Regions from separate parts of the Rattus norvegicus genome. Here region 2 is linked to region 1. Evidence: chromatin contacts called from public Hi-C data. All regions are on one chromosome and are shown on one strand. Each heading gives the region's core, a stretch centred on a gene start, on an enhancer-like site or on the middle of the called end of the contact. The rest is flanking DNA. Distances are from core to core; before and after follow the strand shown.

Region 1 (4,638 bases), core at 245-2,744:
GACCATGTGAAATCTCTCCCTGGGAGAAAAGGTCCTTCCCTGGCTGACACTAGATCTTCAGCCTTCTCTCCTGTATAATTCCTGGGAAAATTTAGTTCTTTGTGGGTCTGTTATGTCAGTGGTCTGATAGCTTCTGGGAGAGGCAGCAATACTACCCTGTAGGTGCCGCCTTTCCTGTTACGGTGGTTAGAGTAGGAGCTTGGTTCTTCCTCAGAGCCTCTGGAATAGACTAGCACTCCCCCCAGCCCTCATGTAGCCTCTTTACATAAAACAAAGTTTGGACAGAGACCCATGCACACAAGAGCAACGTGTAGAGCAGGAGAAGGCAGTGTACTTGTTTGACAAGTCAAGGAGCAGCAAAGACAGTCAGAAACTACCAGGAGTCAGGACAGAGGCACAGAACGGACTCTTCCCTAAAGCCTTGGCATAGCCAATCCCGGTGCCTCCACCCCTGGTCTTTGGAAGCATAAGGAGACATCTCTGTTGTTGATGCTTGTGGTTTGTGGAGACTTGTTACTTCAGCAAAGGAAGACGCCATGAGACACAGGTAACTTGGAAAGTATGAAGGGGGAGATGGGAAGGAAGGGCGGAGAGAGGGTTAAGGGGCCTGTGTCATAGTCTGAACATCACCTGCCCAGTCACAGGAAATGAGTCATAGTGTGGGAGTGTCTGCACTAGAAAGTCTTAGTGAACACTGTACCACTGAGCTACGTCTTGGGCCTTTAGGTCAGACTTGGGTTCAAATCCCAGCTCTTGGGTTGAGGAAATGGCTCAGTCTGTAAAACATTGGCTGTGCAAACACGAGGAGCTGAGTTTGGATCACTGGCACCTATGGGAGAAGCCAGACTTGGAGGCAGAGACAGGAGGATCTTGGGAGGCCTGCTGGTCAACCCATCTAGCCCAGTTGGTGAGTGCCAGGTTCAATGCGAGATTGTTCCAAAAAATAAGGTGGAGAGTGACTAAGCCAGATCTGATGTCATCTTTTGACCTCTGTGTATATATTCACACATACATACATGCACACAGGAGCACATGTACAGAGAAACATGCACACAGACAAACACAGACAGACACAAACACACAGACAGAGGACAGACACCTTGGCTCTGTTGTGGGAACTTCTCTAGGCCTCAAAGCTCATCCACAAACATCATGTTATCAACGAGGACTTTATTTGTGAGTATTGTTACATAGTGTGAACTGCTGTATCTGCTCAGAGCAGGAGGGGAAGCTGAGCTCTGTGTGTAGAGGGAGCAAAATGAAGCATTGCTGTACAGACTCCCTTGGGCATTGTTTCCCTTCCTCATAGGCAGGCCTGGAGGTGTTAGAAGCCAGGAATCTAGAAGTACATCCAGGAAGTGACATCACCACAAATTCTGTACCTCAGGAGTCCTTCCAAACCTTGCAAAAGTAGGGTCACCCGTGTGGAAAGTATCCACGTCACTGTGGCATTCTTGAACAGCAAGTGCTGGGACTGCACTGTTTCCATGGTGACGGAGAAGCCAGTGTCAGCACTGAAGGTGGGAGGAGGTGGTGTGGAGAACACAGTTATCGTTTGATCTAGGGAATCTCAGCCACAGTGAATAGGATCCATGCGTGTGACGTGTGCAGTCCTTGCCCCAGGGAGCACATGCCTGGCTCTTCTGTCCTCAGCAGCTCCTACAATGAGCACGGGTGCCTGTGTGTGTCGGTGTGTCTGTGTGTCTGTATGTCTCTCTGTGTGTATGTTTGCATTTGATTCTGTGTATCCTTGTGTGTTTATGTTTCTCCATGCCTGAGTACATGACTTTTTGTGTCCTTGTGTGTCTGTGTGTACCTTTATATTTAAAAATATTTATGTAGCTTTAAAACTTTTATTATTATTATTATTATTATTATTATTATATTATTATTATTTGGTGAGTGTATGTATGTGTGCATGTGCATTAGCATGTGAGAGAGTGGGCACATGTGTGTCATGGCATGTGTGTGGTGGCTCAAGGAGAGCTTGGAGTTAGTTTTCTCTTTCCACCTTTACAGGTGGGGTTCTGGGGACTGAACTGAAGTGTTTGGAGACCGCAGCACATGCTTTGCCTACCGAGTCATCTTGCTGGCCCCACACGCATGTTTTAATATCACCGAACATTTGCCAAGCACTTAGTATTTGTGCATAAACGGGGTAACAGCTTCGTGCAGACTATAGTTTAATTTTCCCCATTTGCCAGGAGAAGACAGAGGCACAGGGGAATTATTTGTCTGCAGAGAAAACAACTTGTTTACAAGGAAAATTTACTTATTGGTTAATAAGCAAATGGTACAGCTTGGGCTGTTCTTGCTGGTTCTGTGCATATGCCTGTATGTGTTCCTATGTGTCTCTGTGTCCCGGTGTTTCTATAGGTCTCTGTACATGTCTGCGTGCTTCTGTCTCTGTGTGTATACATGACCAAATGTGCCCTGTGTGTCTTTGTGTCTCTGTATTTGTGCCTTTCTGTGTTCCTGTGTGTTTGTATGTAACAATGTGCATGTGTGTGCGTGGGCGTATGGATGCAAGTGCCACTTATTTATGCATATGTACCTCTGTGAACTTATATGTATAATGCACACATGTAATGTGCATGCCTGTGCATGCCATGTGTGTGCTTCAGTCTTCCCTGAGCAGAGTCCCCTGTTTCCGATTTACTTTATTGTTTGTGAATGAATCCACATTAGATGAGAACTAAATCCTAGCTCTGAAAACAATTAGGAATGTTTGCTGGGGGGAAGCATTGATGGAGTTTCTTGGATCTCTTCAATGAAGTTATTAGGGTTGAATGGCCATTGAGTAAGCAGTGGTAACTGTGACAATATTTTACTCCATGTATGTGCATTGTCTTTGTGTATGTTTGTGTGTATGTGTGTGTATGTGTGTGTATGTGTGTGTTGTGTGTGTGTATGTGTGTATGTGTGTGTTGTGTGTGTATGTGTGTATGTGTGTGTTGTGTGTGTGTATGTGTGTGTATATGTGTGTGTATGTGTGTGTTGTGTGTGTATGTGTGTGTGTTGTGTGTGTATGTGTGTGTATATGTGTGTGTATGTGTGTATGTGTGTGTAAATGTGTGTGTATGTGTGTGTTGTGTGTATGTGTGTGTATATGTGTGTGTATGTGTGTGTTGTGTGTGTATATGTGTGTATATGTGTGTGTATGTGTGTGTTGTGTGTGTATATGTGTGTGTATGTGTGTGTTGTGTGTGTATATGTGTGTATATGTGTGTATGTGTGTTGTGTGTGTATATGTATGTGTGTGTAAATGTGTGTGTATGTGTGTGTTGTGTGTATGTGTGTGTATATGTGTGTGTATGTGTGTGTTGTGTGTGTATATGTGTGTATATGTGTGTGTATGTGTGTGTTGTGTGTGTATATGTGTGTGTATGTGTGTGTTGTGTGTGTATATGTGTGTATATGTGTGTATGTGTGTTGTGTGTGTATATGTATGTATATATGTGTATGTATATGTGTGTGTATGTGTCTATGTATGTGTATATGTGTGTGTTGTGTGTGTGTATGTGTGTGTTGTGTGTGTATATATGTGTGTTGTGTGTGTGTATGTGTGTGTGTTGTGTGTGTATATGTGTGTATATGTGTGTGTTTGTGTATATGTGTGTATGTGTGTGTTGTGTGTGTATTTGTGTGTGTATGTGTGTGTATGTGTGTGTTGTGTGTGTATATGTGTGTATGTGTATGTGTGTGTGTGTGTGTGTGTGTGTGTTTGTAAACATGGTGTACTATGGAGATTACAGGACAACATTGGGTATTGGCCTTTGACCTTGCTTGGGGCAGAGTTTTTTGTTCCCACTGTGTGACCTTTCAGGGATTCTTCTGTCTGAGCCTTCCTTCATATTGTGGGAGCACTAAGATTACAGATTTATTTTGCCCCATCTGGCTTTATGTGGGCCCTGGGGATTTTCACTAAATCCTTATGTGTGTGTGGCAAGCATTATGCCCACCAGGCTGTCTCTCTAGTTGTCATACCAAAATGTGATTGCCAGTGTAACAGTAGTCACTGTGCCCTATCACACTGTGTGCTCAATGCCCCACATAACACTGGGTCTTCACCAGTAATTACGTGAAGGTTGTAAACCAGGGAACAGCTGAGGTCAGTGATGGAGTAATTTACTGAGGTCATAGGACGACAAACATAATAAAGGAGAAATAAAGTCAGAAAACTCACGGCCATCCTCTGTCCGTCTGGGCTTAAAAGGGCCCAGTAGCAACTGTCAGCCGCTCACCCAGTGATCAGCTAATCAGGGTGCAGCTAAGGTCCCAGTGATTCTCCCTGCCGGGAAAAGCTGGGTGACCAGCAGGGGGTGACCGTATGGTGTTGGTGACATTGACTGTCCTTTACACTTTAGGGCAGAGAGCAACATCCCTGTTCCTACCCACTAGATGTCAGTAGCAACCTCCAACCCTTCCATCAGGGACAACAAAATGCCTGGAGATGTCAAATATTCCCCACAGGACAGCAGCGCCCCACTGAGATCCACTGGGTTACAGTAACTTCCTTCAACAGCTGTTCCCTCAGGTCCCAGGCAAGTGACAGCCACAGGCTAGCAAAGACAATGATGGGGGAGATGACCCTGCCACTCAGCTGAACTGAGTCATCTGGGACTCTTCCTACTGCAT
Region 2 (4,170 bases), core at 1,167-3,666, 100 kb before region 1:
TTAATGTCTTACCTATCTTGGCTTCTCTGGTGGACTCTTGTAAATCGGAGTAAACAAAAGCTACAAGAGTCGGAGAAAACAGGACAAATTTCTAATGTGTGTGTGTGTGTTGTGCTGGGGATGGAGCTCAAGTGGATAGAATGATGGCCTCCCACAAATGACTCCCTGGCTTCATTCCTCACACTGCACAGACAGGTGATCAGCATAGGGATAGGACTGGGGTGGTGTGTGTGTGTGTGTGTGTGTGTGTGTGTGTGTGTAAGAGAAGTTCAAGGACATTTGCAATGACAAAATATGGTGTGAGGCCAGCTTGGGTTACACGAGACCTAGTCTCAAAACCAACTAGCTAGCTGGGTCGGTGGTGGCACACACTTTTATTCCCAGTGCTTGGGAGGCAGAGGCAGGAGGATCTCTGAGTCTGAGGGCAGTCTGGTCTACAGAGCTGGTTTTAGGACAGTCAGGGCTACACAGAGAAACCCCGTCTTGAAAACCAAAATAAAACAAACAAACAACAATAAAAGAAGTAATCTGTGCTCTTTAAGGCCAGCTGTTTTAACCCCTGTCTTCTTCTGCCTTCCGTTTGAGCCATCGGGGTCTCCTGGAGGTGCACACAAGCCCCTCTGTTCACTGTGCTCCCTCTGAAGGTTCCCAGTGTAAGGCCTCTCACTTCGGAGGGGGTCAGAGTTGGTGTGAAAGGAGGCAGAATGGCAGGACAGACAGGGGCCTCATGTGAGTGTCTGCACCTGACTTTGAATCCATAATAGGCCACTGTGTGGCCTCTATCAAGGGCTTTACCTCTGATCCTGATCCTGAGCCTGTTCTATAAAACAGGATGTGCCTCCCCGAGATGTTTAAAATAAAAGTCCTCTTTGAAAAAGTTGCACATATGCACGTATCATAGAATTCACTCAAATTACACAACTCAACTTATTTAGACTGTTTAGATGTGCTATACTATTTATTTAAAATCTTGCCATGACTAACCCTGGGCTAGAAAGTGCCCTATTGCTCAGGATGGCCTTGAATTTGGGGTAATTCCCCTGATTTTGCCTACTGAGTGCTAGGGTTACTGGCGTGTAGGGCCACACTCATTCAAAATCCCCACTGTGTGCTGCATGTGTACTCACCCTTGCTGGCCGCAGTCCAAGGACACGGAGTGGTGTTGGTTCCCCCCTTCCCACCATGTGGTGGAGATCTAACTCAGGTTGTCAGGCTGGGGGCAAGTGCCTTTGCTCCACGAGCCATCTTGCTGGCCCAGCATGTACACTGTGGTCAGCACTGGCCAATGAAGCTCTTCCCGTGGACAGGGTCTCGACTCCTTATTTGGTGACGTCACTAGCGCTCTCTGAAATGCTCTTTTTCCAGGTGGCGTTATCAACAGTTGAGCCTCACGCTGTTTTCTGTGTTGTTTGTTGAGGAAATGCCCCGAGCCTTCTGCTTTGAGGATATTGGAAGGAACTCCACTGTCAGATACCCCTTTTATTAAAATCCTTAAAGTAAATGCCACCGGCGCAACGTCTGTTTACCATAGGCGGGGCCTGAAGAGCCAGGCAGCTTCCACAGTTGCTCTGGAGCTGAAGCGTGAAGAGACGACGGGATCCCGGAAGTTGTCTTCCGACTCCACGTGCGCGCTGTGCCATGTGCGCCAATAAAGAAACAGAAGGACCTCAGGATGTTTGCTTGATTTTTCAAGACAGGGTTTCTCTGTGTAGTCCTAGGGCTGTCCTCGAACTCAGAGACCTGCCTGCCTGTCTCCCAAGTGCTGGAATGAAAAGCATGTACCACCATCCCTTGGCTTTTTTTTTTCCTCTAAGAGTAGTGAGTGACTGAGATACTCAACAGCTAGCTGTTAGTGGGGGCACTTGTGGGAATGTGTGAAAACGAAAAGTAGGGCTTGTGTTGTTTTTATTTGAAACTGGGTCTTTCTCTGCAGCCACGGCTAGCCTAGAGCTTAGATGTGCAAACTTGTTCCATTAGAGGAATGCCCCCACCTTTGCTGGCCTTGAATTCACAGAGATCGCCTGCCTCTGCTGGGCTTAAAGGTGTGCAGTGCTGTTGGTTACACCCAGGACCTTGTATATGTTAGACTACCCAATTGTACCGTGAAGCCACTTCCCCGGATGGTTTTGGAAAAGCTAAGTGCCTTCCTGGGAATATGATTCTTAGAATAGGATGCAAGCAGAACCAGTAGTCAGGCACCAAGACCTTGAAATTCTCACATTCCTGCTGCATCGGTTTCTCAGCCATTCTGAATGCAACCAGCAGGGGGCGCCAGGGCCTCACGTTCCTCTGGGTGTCGGGTACCTAAGAAGCTGCCGGTGTTGTTTCTTGGCAGGAGATGGGAGATGACCTCTATGTGTCTTTTCTGCCTGTTCAGACGGAGTTCTTTTCTGCAGAGGAAGGTAAGAGGAAGAGCTGCTTGGAGCTACCCGGCAACCAGCAACTGAGTAGTGTGATCCTGCCTCAGCAAACAGAAGAAAATGAAAGTGTAGACTGAGCTGTAGGAAGCTGTCACCCTGGGCCTCAGTGTGTTCTATGCAACACTCCGTTTGCATTGTGTGTGTACGTCCACAGAAGGATTAGCTAGAGGGGAAAAAGAACACTGTTTTTGTTTTGTTTTGTTTTGTTTTGTTTTGTTTTTTCCTTACAGAAAAGCAAGAGAAGATGAGATGACTCACTGGGTAAAGGGATCTGCCACCAAACCCAGTCCCTGGGATTCACAGGTAGAGGGGAGAACTGGCTCAGAGCTGTACTCTGCAGTCATGCACCCGCCACCCCCAAACAAACAAACAAACAAACAAACAAACAAACAAACAAACAAACATTTACAAAAAGTAAGAACTGGGCTAGGAAACTGGAGGAATGAACCAGGGCGGTACCCATAGGTCATCTATTTGAATGCTTGGTTTCTGGTTGGGGGAATTGTTTAAGAAGGACTAGGAAGTATGACCTTATTGGGGGAATATGTCACTGGGGGTGGGTCTTGAGTTTTCAAAAGGCCAGGTGAGACCCAGTGTTTCTCTTTGCTTACAGCTGCAGACCAGAAGTAAACTCTCAGCTCCATCTCCAGCGCCCACGCCTGCCTGCTGTCACGCTCCCCTCCTCGATGACCGTGGACTCACTGAAACTGTAAACAAGCTCCCAATTCAATGCTTTTATTTTTAAAAAACTTTTCACTGATTCGTCCTGAGTTTCACACCATGTACATCTCCCTGTCCCCTCCTATCTGCCTTCTGCCCTTGCAACCCCCCCAAATAAAGCACCCCCCCCATGTATTGTTAATTGAAAAAAAAAAAATCAATGCCGAGCATGGTGGTAAGCACCTTTAGTCCCAGCACTTAAGAGCAGAGGCAGGCGGGGTTGGGGATTTAGCTCAGTGGTAGAGCGCTTGCCTAGGAAGCGCAAGGCCCTGGGTTCGGTCCCCAGCTCCGAAAAAAAGAACCAAAAAAAAAAAAAAAAAAAAAAAAAAAAGCAAAGGCAGGCAGAACTCAATGAGTTCAAGGCCAGCCTGATCTACAAAGTAAGTTCTAGGCTAGCCAGGGACATGTACTGAGACCCAGTTTCCAAAAACAAAACAAAACAAAAATCCCCCCAAAAAACAAAAACAAAGTAACTCAGGAAGATTGTTGAATTATACCTGTTCATTCATGTTCTCTCTCTCTCTCTCTCTCTCTCTCTCTCTCTCTCTCTCTCTCTCTGTGCCTATGTGTGACTCTGTCTCTCTTATGTAGCACAGGGTGACTTTGAACTCTTGATCTCATAGTTCCGACTCCCAAATACTGACATTACAGGCATGTGCCGCTACACTTGACCTGTGGATTTACTGTGCACATAAAGGATAGCTTGAAGGGGTGTGGTGGGACGCATGTGACCCCTCAGTCTTGAGATATAGCAAGACCCTGGCTTAAACACAAACGTGCTGGGGAGGATGTATTTCAGTGACAGGTACTTGGGTGGCATGACAGTTCTTGACCAATATGTCCGAGGTCCTAAGTGCACTCCTCCTAGCTGCAAAAAACTTCAAAAAAAAAAACCCCCAAACCAGACCACCACCACCAACACCACCAATGACAACAATAAAACAAAAGCAAAATCCCAAAAAACCCTCAACAAAACACAACAACAACAACCAGCCCCAAGCAAACATCAGAATAGTGTGGAAAGAGGCAG

The links. Hi-C and Micro-C count contacts between places; a contact is called where the count stands out from the background.
Region 2: a Hi-C map of Schwann cells shows a contact between it and region 1, with 5 times the contacts expected there. The contact joins two enhancer-like sites. A contact is called at or near these places in 3 of 12 Hi-C or Micro-C datasets (Schwann cells, frontal cortex and liver).

Annotation. Positions count from the first base shown.
Region 1 is chr10:7,125,002-7,129,639 of GRCr8, reverse strand. No RefSeq gene overlaps it. Among named protein-coding and RNA genes, the nearest start is that of Hapstr1, 150 kb to the left of the region's middle. Within about 2 kb of position 1,494, at least 21 of the 93 cell types and tissues checked have an H3K27ac peak or open chromatin away from gene starts, as enhancers often do.
Region 2 is chr10:7,226,192-7,230,361 of GRCr8, reverse strand. It overlaps LOC103693272 (a long non-coding RNA gene), which reads left to right. Exons shown (of 4, transcript XR_005490004.2): 2 at 1-2,402; 3 at 2,651-2,723; 4 at 3,034-4,170. Among named protein-coding and RNA genes, the nearest start is that of Hapstr1, 53 kb to the left of the region's middle. Within about 2 kb of position 2,416, at least 6 of the 93 cell types and tissues checked have an H3K27ac peak or open chromatin away from gene starts, as enhancers often do.